Regions from separate parts of the Mus musculus genome. Here region 1 is linked to region 2. A link is a contact called in public promoter capture Hi-C data. All regions are on one chromosome and are shown on one strand. The core of a region is the stretch at or near the end of the contact, and the rest is flanking DNA. Distances in the headings are between cores, read along the strand shown.

Evidence for each region. Promoter capture Hi-C pulls out the DNA fragments that hold promoters and counts their contacts.
Region 1: a promoter capture Hi-C map of the 3T3-L1 cell line shows a contact between it and region 2, with 6 times the contacts expected there. The contact joins the promoter of Bcl2 here to the enhancer-like site in region 2. A contact is called at or near these places in 13 of 39 promoter capture datasets (the 3T3-L1 cell line, the C10 cell line, the HPC-7 cell line and 7 more), 2 of 484 Hi-C or Micro-C datasets (B cells and cortical neurons), 7 of 115 datasets of contacts at active chromatin or transcription factors (T-cell acute lymphoblastic leukemia, astrocytes, embryonic stem cells and 3 more) and 2 of 9 other capture datasets (adipose tissue and embryonic stem cells).

Annotation. Positions count from the first base shown.
Region 1 is chr1:106,711,136-106,716,894 of GRCm38.p6, forward strand. It overlaps Bcl2 (B cell leukemia/lymphoma 2), which reads right to left and starts at 3,155. Exons shown (of 2, transcript NM_009741.5): 1 at 1,170-3,155. The coding sequence starts at 1,745.
Region 2 is chr1:106,040,973-106,046,162 of GRCm38.p6, forward strand. No RefSeq gene overlaps it. Among named protein-coding and RNA genes, the nearest start is that of Zcchc2, 53 kb to the left of the region's middle. Within about 2 kb of position 2,264, at least 39 of the 459 cell types and tissues checked have an H3K27ac peak or open chromatin away from gene starts, as enhancers often do. A contact at or near this core is called in adipose tissue, where this site is marked.

The DNA of each region.
Region 1 (5,759 bases), core at 1,905-4,404, 670 kb after region 2:
TATATGTGTATATATATATATACATATATATATATACACACACACACACACACACACACACACACACTCACATATATATTCGTTCTCTTTATACTACCAAGGCAGGACTAAAATGAAAACCCTTTTCATTAAAACAAGGTCTTTTAAAAAATGTCAGACAATAATGATTGCTTTCACATAACTTAATTGTTTTAGCTATAGCAAGTCTTAAGTCTGCTCTCTGCCCTTAAAGAACCAGAGAAAAGCTTAAATCACACGGTAAAATATGGAAGCTGAACCTCCCAAGATCCCAGAAAACTATCACCCCATAGATGCTCACCAGTGTTGTGGATACGAATCATTTTAACTTGTCAGGGCTGGAGACGCCACAGCTAAGTGGACTCCATTACCCCTTTCATAGGCACCCTAGATGCAAGTCCATTCAGCAGTAGAGATCGCAAAACTATGTAGAATGCAGGTAGAGAAAAGTAAGACATACAGTGGATGCAGACTTCTAAATCATCGCATATTCGTTGACGGACATGTTTAGGGTGCACACCCACCATGCCCACTGGGGACTATGGCATAGACAGACTGGATTCCACAAACATCCACGAATACCTACCTAAGCTTACCTTTTTTTTTTTTTTTTTTTTTTTTTTTTTACAAGCTTAGCTATGATTTCCAGGAAAAGGAGCCGTGTTGTTTTTCTTTGGGAAAATGTTCCCAAGTGAGTTAGAAAAGGTTTGCCTGCGTCCTCTGGTGGAGCCTGCATGTCTAGATGGACCTTTTAAAGTTTGTTAGTCCACCAGAGGAGCTAAAGATGCATAGGTCAAGAGGGAGTGTTGGAGGTCTGGTGCTTACACAGGACCCAGAACATCTGCAGCAAGCTACTCAGACGAACTAACTCTGAGAGTTACTGGAGGGATGCTATTATCTCCAGATCCTACTGGATCAAAAATGCTGGATTCTTGCTCCCTCACAGCCAGCGGGCAGGAGTTAACACAGTGTTGGCAGGGTGTGATGTACCCAGAGGAAGAGAGTGAGAGGTCAGGGGAGCAAAGCTACAAACTCGACTTTATTTCATCTGCTCAATGGCCCATTTTGACCCAGAATCCACTCACACCCCAACCTGCGCATCTTGGCCTTGAGATCAAAGCCCAGACTCATTCAACCAGACATGCACCTACCCAGCCTCCGTTATCCTGGATCCAGGTGTGCAGATGCCGGTTCAGGTACTCAGTCATCCACAGGGCGATGTTGTCCACCAGGGGTGACATCTCCCTGTTGACGCTCTCCACACACATGACCCCACCGAACTCAAAGAAGGCCACAATCCTCCCCCAGTTCACCCCATCCCTGAAGAGTTCCTCCACCACCGTGGCAAAGCGTCCCCTCGCGGTGAAGGGCGTCAGGTGCAGCTGACTGGACATCTCTGCGAAGTCACGACGGTAGCGACGAGAGAAGTCATCCCCAGCCCGGCGGAGGGTCAGATGGACCACAGGTGGCACAGGGCTGAGCGCAGGCCCAGCGGTGGCAACGAGGGGCCTGAGAGGAGACGTCCTGGCAGCCATGTCCCGGTGCACAGCGGGCATTGGGTTGCTCTCAGGCTGGAAGGAGAAGATGCCAGGGGTGGGGGCAGCCCCCAGGGGCGCCGCGTCCGCATCTCCAGCATCCCACTCGTAGCCCCTCTGTGACAGCTTATAATGTATGTACTTCATCACGATCTCCCGGTTATCATACCCTGTTCTCCCGGCTTGCGCCATCCTTCCCCGAAAAGAAGCTGCAGGTACCAATGGCACTTCAAGTCCCGACTCCCGCCCCACGGCCCCGAAAGAAAAAAAAAAAAAAAAGAATAGTTATAATCCAGCTCTTTTATTGGATGTGCTTTGCATTCTTGGATGAAGGGGTGTCTTTAGTTACACCGAACACTTGATTCTGGTGTTTCCCCGTTGGCATGAGATGCAGGAAATTTTTATTCAAATTCCTTTCTGCTTTTTATTTCATGAGGTACATTATTTATTAAGCTTTGTTAATATCAGTCTACTTCCTCCGCAATGCTGAAAGGTGAAGAGGCGGGACGACCTAGGAAGTTAAAATCAGGTGTGTTTTCCTTTATATATTTAGGGTAAGAAAGGTATATCCGCTACAAGTTACACGTTTAAAAATGCATTAAACTGTCTGGAAATGAAATTTGCTTGAATGCACTTGAAGTAAAAAAATATTTCAAACGCGTCCATGGAAAGTTATATTAAACAAAATTCCTGTGCAAAGAACTTACTGTATTTTCTAAGGACGGCATGATCTTCTGTCAAGTTTACCCTTTTTTGGTAAAACCCAAACAAATACATAAGGCAACCACACCATCGATCTTCAGAAGTCTCCTTGTATAAGCTTCTTTACAACTTGCAATGAATCGGGAGTTGGGGTCTGGGGGCTAGGTGGAGGAAAAATCAGGAGGGTTTCCAGATTGGGTCCTCACACTCCGGCTTCACTGAGAATGTCAATCCGTAGGAATCCCAACCAGAGATCTCAAGAGCACCGCAGCGGGGCAAAAAGGCAGCGGCGGCGGCGGCAGATGAATTACAATTTTTCAGTCCAGCATTTGCAGAAGTCCTGTGATTCTCCCTTCTTCTCGGCAATTTACACTTGCACACACACGCTGGAGCGCAGGCATGGATCCGTATCCACCGGACCGCTTCAGACCTCCAGGGCAGAGAGACACGCCAAGGGGACGATGGAGGAGCTGGGGGACCGGGACCGGAATCCTCTTCTGATTAAACTCCGAAGGGCCAACGCGCTTTCCGAAACGGGAAAAAAAGCAGCTTGCTAAATGCAGGCACGGACGCGCTGGGGCCGCGGGTGCCCAAGGAGCAGCCCGCGCACTGTGTGTGGTGCGCTGCGGGAGAAGGAGGTGGTGGGGGAGGGTTTGCCCCCCCTCTTTTTCCTAAAAAGGATGACTGCTACGAAGTCCCCCCCTGGTCCCCTCTTCCGCTGCACCCCACCGGCGCACCCCGCCTCCGGGCTGCGCACCCTTTCTCCTCCTCCGCTGCGGGCGGCGCTGGCGGCCGCCTCCTCGTGCTTGCGCCGCGCAGCCCGTTCCACGGTGACGGCTGCGGCTGGGGAGGGCCTGGGCACCTCGGTGTTGGCGGCGGCGGCTCGGCGGGGACCCGGACGCGGGGCGGGAGGACGGGCCGGGGAGGAAGGGGGCGGGCGCGGGGCGGGGGGCCCGGCCTCTTACTTCATTCTCCGCCGGAGCGCCTGGTTTCCTGTACGTACGTCACCGTTCATTCAAAAAAAAGAAGAAAGAAAGCCCTCCTCTGAGCGCCCGCCCGCCGCCTCCTCCCGCCGCCCGCCAGCCGCCCGGGTTAAAGGCGCCGCGGCCGCCCCGGGGAGCGCGCGCCCGGCCGCGGCCGCTGGCCTGGGTGGCGGCCACCCGCGGGCTACGCTGGGCCCCGGACCGTGGGTGGCGCGGGCCTCCCGGGCGGCAGTGGCTCAGTGGGCGTGTGAGGGGCCTCCTCGGGCCTGCGGGGCTGGCTGCTGGCTGGACGTGCCTATAGCCAGGGCCAGGCTGTGGCGAGGCACCTGGATCTTTTCTAACAGGATGGGCACAATTGCATGGATCTTTTTCAACGTGTACAGTGTGCACGACCGCATGGACTTTTTCTATGTAGCATGTGCAGGTCACATGGACCCTTTCTAACCGCGTGCATGGAATGTGCACAATCCAATGGACCCTTTCTAACCACACATAAAGTGTGTACACAGTCGCTCTGTGTGTGTGTGTGTGTGTAGTGCAGTGTATCTACAATCATGTGGACCCTTTAAACAGTGTAGTGTATACAACCACATATAGTGTATAAAATCAAACAGACCCTCAGCTAACCATGTGAACCCCCAAACACTATGTTATCAGCTCTCAGCAGCCAGAGAGATTACCGAGACATATATTGACTCCTAAGTAGTGAGTAGTACCAATATGCTACCCTTGGGTGAAGAGAGGCAACTCCCAACACAGTCTCCAGGATATTAATTACAAATGAAAATACTTAGAATAACAACGTTAGCATGCTTGTTTCTAGGCCCTTTTGTCCAGACACCACAAGCTGTGTAACTTAGAACAGGTCTGAGTACTCCTCTGCTCTGAAGAGCATGATGTGATGTCCACAACCAGCAAGGGATGTGCCTCAGAGGCTGGTCTTTCCTCATCTCTTCTTAGTCAGACAGTGGCAGACTGATGGCAGTCGCTGATGCTCTTGGCTTGTTAAAGAATAGTCAAAGTGGTATGCGGAGTTACTTTGGAGGTGTCCAAGCAGATACCACATGAGCACCCAGGCGCTTTTAGCCTCTATCCAGGCATACCCAACTTGGTGACCAAGGCCAGACCTAACTCGCAGTGGGCCAGTGAAGAGAGGAGAAGAGAACAGCAGAAGTTTGAGTTTCAGGGACAGTTTTTCCTCTGCTCCTAACGCTCCCAGCACTGGGCTGGGGCTGGACCTCAGGGAGTGATACCTGCCACCTTTCAAGGCCATGACCCTAACACGGCATAGGTACGGTTTTGGATATCCTCAGCTCTGACCAGCATGCAACCTGAGACGGCTTCAGAAGATGCAGCCATACAGATAATGTGTCTATGTACCCACAGACACACAGTGCCACTGTCACTTGTATGAACCCAGACAGAAACAATCAAGCTGAGAGATAGATACATAAAACACCAAGAAAAACTGTGCTATGTGATAACTATGTTATCAGCTCTCAGCAGCCAGAGAGATTACTGAGACATATATTGACTCCTAAGTAGTGAGTAGTACCAATATGCTACCCTTGGGTGAAGAGTGGCAACTCCCAACAGTCTCCAGGATATTAATTACAAATTAAAATACTAATGAAAACTCGTGGTTGGTGAGATGGCTCAGCGGTTAAGAACACCGACTGTTCTTCCGAAGGTCCTGAGTTCAAGTGTCAGCAACCACATAGTGGCTCACAGCCATCTGTAATGGGATCTGATGCCCTCTTCTGGTGTGTCTGAAGACAGTGACAGTGTACTCACATACATTAAATTAATAAGTAAATAAGTAAGCTGTTCGTTCACAGGCTAGCAGGTTGCCACATCGGGCTTAAGAACAGAGCACATGTGCAGGGTGGACAAGTCCCACAGGCTTGCTGGATTACTGTGGGAACAGCACATTCAGTCACTATCTTTACCTCATTCCAAGTTTAAAAGGGTGTATTTTGTGTGTACATGGTGTGGGTTGGTGGAGTACATGCCATGGCATGGATTGTCATTGGACAGCACCGTGGAGCCATTCTCCCCTTCCACCTTTATTTATTTGAGGCAGGGTCTCATGTAGCCCAGGGTGGCCTTCAATTTGCTGTGTAACAAAGGATAAATGTAATGATTTTCCAGCCTCTATTTCCAGAGTGCCAGGATCATAGGCATGCATAATGACCCATTTGTGTGGTGTCCGGGATTGAAATTAGGGCTTTATGCACACTAGGCAAGTATTGTACAACTGAGCTACAAAAAGCATCTATTAATATATATGCACACATGCACGCGCGCGCGCGCGCACACACACACACACACACACACACACACACACACAGTACTTTTTTTTTTGCTTTTTTACTTCTTCTCACCCTGTTAGCCATGAGACCACTCTCTGTCCTGTGAGAATGGGTGCCTTCCTAGGAGTCTGTTACTAAAGGGATGAAGGGAACCTCTCCTTCACAGCTCTCTGATGGCACTGAGAGTGCTGGAGAGGTGGCCTGCACTG
Region 2 (5,190 bases), core at 1,014-3,513:
CCAGAGCAAAGGCAGAACACTGAGAAAGGCACTAGGCAGAGCTGGAGGAAGCCTGTAAGCTACTGTGTGCACATGGCGGTGGGGTGCCGATGGTGTCAGTGCAGGGGGAAGAAAATGACCCGATGACCTCTTGTTTTTGGTGAAGTTGGGGAGGTGACACTAGAGTAAAGGTGCCAGCCCTGGAACTACTGTGCAGAGGCAACTGTCCAGAGGCAGCAAGCAAGAGTGATACCCCACCCACCCTTTTACCCAGGGTCCACTGGTGTGACCAATCACATGGCATACTTTAAGAATGTTGTTTGTTTGTTTTTTTTTTTTTTTTTCGGTTTTCCTCTTTAGTGATGTGGGGAGCTGGGTCTAAGGTTAAGGTAGAGAACGGTGGCTTCCATGCAGTTTATATTGAAGTCATTGGCCTCTCTCAGACCTTCCATCTTCCCAACCCATTACTCTCTCAACAAATGCCTTCCTTCTTCCTTTACCTCCCAGAATGCCTTTGCAAAGGGGGCTTGTTCAGCCTCATTGCTGCTGAGTCCATCACTTCCCTGCAGCCACCAAGGGCTTCCAGGGTCCCGCTGCCTCCACTTCTAGAAGCTTCGCCCTCCCAAGATCTACTTCCTGTCCAAGCTTCCAGGATACTGTCCATAACCTCTGTGTGAAAGATACTCATCTCAGGAGACCCAGACCTTGCTGACTAGTTAGTGATATACACCTCTGTCAATTACATCAGTAAACAAGCCATGGGTTGGAGAGTAGCCCTGGCCCTTCAGGATTATCTGTGTATAGACAAACCATGTGTGCACACCAGGCATCCCACTAAACTCAACCTATGTCCAACCAAGTTCATTTGAACTTTGCTAATTCAAATTATGGTGCTATGGAAAGTGGAGTAGATGGAACTGGTCTGCTGCTGCCAGGAGGGTGAAGAGCAGCAAGCAAGTCGCTAAACATGGAACTGATAGTGTAATTCTGAGGAGTGGATGAAACCATAGGATAATCTTTTCTTAAAACTGATAAAGCAATGATGATACTTTCCTTATTGAAGTCTATATGATTAGTGTTCACTCATAAAGTTCTGTGGCATTGATAAATGTATATGAGTACTGCTATCACCGAATCATGGAATACTCTATGATAATTTCTAATAGAAAAATTGTCTGTGTGTGCTTTACCTGCTCACTTTTTATTGACTACATAGTCTTGCCTTTCTAGAACACCATATGCACAGATGTCCCTCCACTTCCCATAAGGTGATATCATGGTAAAACATCAAAAGCCTACCAAACGCCACAGCTTTACCATGGTGTACACTTCGGAGAATCAAGCGTTTACTGGTGACTGGGTGGCTGACTAAGAGCCTTAGAGTGCTGCTGCAGCATGACCGGAGACTGCCAGACTGCACGTTAGCGTGCTCAGTTAGAAACTCAGCGCAGCTCCTACTGCTTTTGTAGCACTTGCACCCTGAAGGAAGTGGAAGTGGAGCCATCACAGGCAGGCCAGGCTTTCCACTGCTGGATCCTGTAAGTCTATAAATCACCTCCCAAAGCACCCGTGCCATTCTGTGTGCACAATGGCACTGTCTGAGAGTTCCTGTGGCTCTGCATCCTTGGTAGCAGTAGATGATGTCAGTGTGGATCGGAACCACTCTAGCAGGTTTGTGATTGCATTCCATGGCTGTCTGAGTTTTTGCTTTCCCCAGGGGTACACAAAGTTACACATCTTTTCGTATACTAATTTACCATCTTTGGTGAGGTGAACTTATCTTTCTGCCGACTTTTTTAATTGAGTTTTGATTAGGTGTTCTTTCTCATTTTTAAAAAAATTTTTTATTACATTTATTGTGGGAGGGGGTGCACATGCCAGCGGATAATTTGTGGGAGCTGCCTTCTCCTTCCTTGTATGTTCCAGTACTAAAGCTTGGTAAGGAGCTCAGCAAGTCTTTTCCCACTCATGAGCCTGCGAGTTATTTTCTTACTGGTGAGTTCTTGTATTATTTTGAGTACCAGTCTTTATAAGATACATATTTTGTGCATATTTTCCCCCAGCCTGTGGCCTGGTTTTTATGCTTTTTTTTTCTTTTTAAATTGTAATGAAACATAAATGTAGGAACACCATAGCACAGAAAGCAGCCAAGGATTTTTTTCTCTCTCTCTATTTTAATTCTTATCACAGGAAATATGAGCTGCCTCCCCCAGGGCTACCTTATGCATGCAGCAGCTTGCCAAGTGAGATTCCTCGAAGGTTGCCAAGTCCTTGGCCCAGAGCTGCCAAAGCTCACTTGGCAAAAGACATGGAAGCTCGGGGCTTCCTCCCTATAGGGGCAGCCAGGCACTGTCAGGGCAGTAGCCAATGCTTACCTTTAGTGTCTCCCAGTGTACAGGAAGGAGTCCCTGAGAACTTCCCCCTCATGTTTCCTTCTACCTTATTATTGGTATACTTTACTGGACTGGCAGACTGGTTTAGTCTTAAAAGACCAACTGTGCAAGCCATTGAACACTGGCTTCATGAAGGGCTGCAGGGCTTGCCAGTGCTGTGCACACAGCAATGCTTCTTTTCTGGAAGGCCCAGACAGATCTTGGCAGACCTTGGTGGGATAGTCTGAGACTCTCATCTGTGGATAGAAAATCATTCCACGGCAGTGGGAAGGAGGGTCAGCCCGAAGAGGGCCCTTCCTATGACTCCACCCAGCTTTTGGCAAGTGGTTTCATGACACAATCCTTTAGAATAGTCATATTTTCCACAGAGCTCAAGCATGGTACAAGTACTGTGTGACTATGTTAGAAAACATGCAAGAAGGTTTCTTTGACCCACTGAAAATAAACCTTTATGCCCAGCTTGTTCTAAACTGCAGCTGCCTCCAAGATCACTCTTTCCACCTACTACAAAGTGGAACTTTGAGTTGAGCCCAGAGAAAAATGGTAGTTACTCTTTAGTGAAAAGATTTGGAAATTGTGTGTGGTATGGTGGCTCACACTTGTAATCCTAGCACTGGTGAGGCAGAAGCAGGCAAATCTTTGTAAGTCTGACACAGCCCGGTCTACATAGTGAAACCCTGTCTTGAAATAAATAGGTAATAGATAGATGATTGATATATACATAGATGATAGATAGATAGATAGATAGATAGATAGATAGATAGATAGATAGATAGATGACAGAATAAAATTAAGTAAAATAAAGATGTAGTCCAATGGAAGGCCACATATCCCAGAATATTTGATGGTCTTGATGGAGGAAAAAGGCATGTGTGAATATGATCAAAACACACTGGGCTGGCGAGATGGCTCAGTGGTTAAGAGCGCTGACTGCTCTTGTTCTTCTGAAGGTCCCGAGTTCAAATCCCAGCAAGCACATAGTGGCTCACAACCATCCATAACGAAATCTGATGCCCTCTTCTGGAGTATCTTAGGATAACTACAGTGTACTAACATATACTAAATAAATAAATCTTAAAAAAAAAAAAAACACTGTACAAGATAACTGATAAATAAAAGAACTAAGCCATTTTTATCAATGGGACATAACATGAGCTAATACATTTTCATTATCTGCTGGGAAGATAAATCCCAGGGCAGCCTGAATATATGGTTCACAAGATTCATAATATTTGACAATCATTCAGTCAAAACCACGCATTTACCCAAGTGTGCTGGTACACACACGTGGGAGGATAGTGAGCTTAATAACAAATTCTACCACATAGTGAGACCTTCTCAAAACAAAACAAAACAAAACAAAAACAAAAATGAAACAAAGAACTGAAGCAAATTCCTGCAAACCTCCGAGACCTGTGAGCCTGAGTGTAGATGTGGACCCTATGACCTTTGGGCAAATATTTGATGTCTTCACTCTTTTCTGTAAAGGAGAAATGGTCATAAGAAAGACAAGCATCACTACTGTGCGATGTGACAAAAAAAAAAAAAATCAACTCACGGTGGCTTCAAGATCAGAAAGGAGGAGCAAGACCTTGGAACTGCACAGAGGAAAGCCTTTGTGACTTAGGGTTGCCATGATATATTTTATAGCACATTCACAGAATAATGAAAAAGTAATTAGGCTTGATCACAAAACTCCTTAGGTTGTTAGCATGAGAGAAAAATTGACACATCATGCGTTCATAAAGGACTTATGTATAGAATATATAAGGTGCCTTCAAAACTTAGTGATTAAAAAATATACAATTCCTAAGCATGTTGGTACACACATATGACCCAGCATTCAGGAGGCAGAGGCAGGAGCTCAATGTTTGAAGTCAACCTTGGTAAATGCCCCCCCCCCACACACACACACAAAAGAAAGAAGAAAAAAAAAGAAAAGAAGGAGAGGGGCAAAGAGGAAGACAAGATACAGAGGGAAGAAATGAAGAAAAGGGAAGGAAGAATAAACCAAAGTAGAAATGTGCAAAAGATCTGAACAGGTCATCAAGGAAGGCCATACAAATGACATGCAAGTCAGTGCAAGGATGATAGTATTGGTCACCGAGTTTATGCAATGGGCATAAAATCTGTCTGTACAAGGAATGTCCACCATAGCTTTATCTGTGCTGGCAGAAAGCAGAAACAATTTGAATTTCCATTTGGAGGTGAAACTGATATTCTGAATAGTGGATTATTACTTGACAATGGAAATGAATGAACTATGAAAACCACAATAACAGGAATGAATCACAAAGGAACTTCGCTGTCAGAAAGAGGCTTGCAAGTATGGTGGAACACAGTTGGGAGGATAGTGAGTTTAAGAATAAATTTCCCTGCTTCCTTCTGGTCTGGGAAGGTGCCCTGAGCAGAACTCCGTAGCCAGTTACTAACACCCAGAGTAAGCTCCACTCCCAGGCGCTCTAACATGCCCAGGATCATAGGATCATAGGTGCCCTGAGCAGACCTTGGGCACTAACTTCACAGCCAGTTCCACAACACCCAGAAGAAGCTCCACTCCCAGGCTCTCTAACATGCTCAGGATCACAGGATCACAGGAGCTTGGTCACACCAGGATCTCAGGGTCCCAGAGGTAGCTTGACTCCTAGGAGCTCTGACACACCCAGTATTTCAGGACCACAGGATCCCAGATCACAGGATCACAGAGACAGCTGAACACTGAGGAGTTCTGACACAACCAAGATCACAGAAAGGACAGGCTCCAGTCAGATATAGCAAGAGCAGGTAGCACTAGAGATAATCAGGTGGCAGGAGGCAA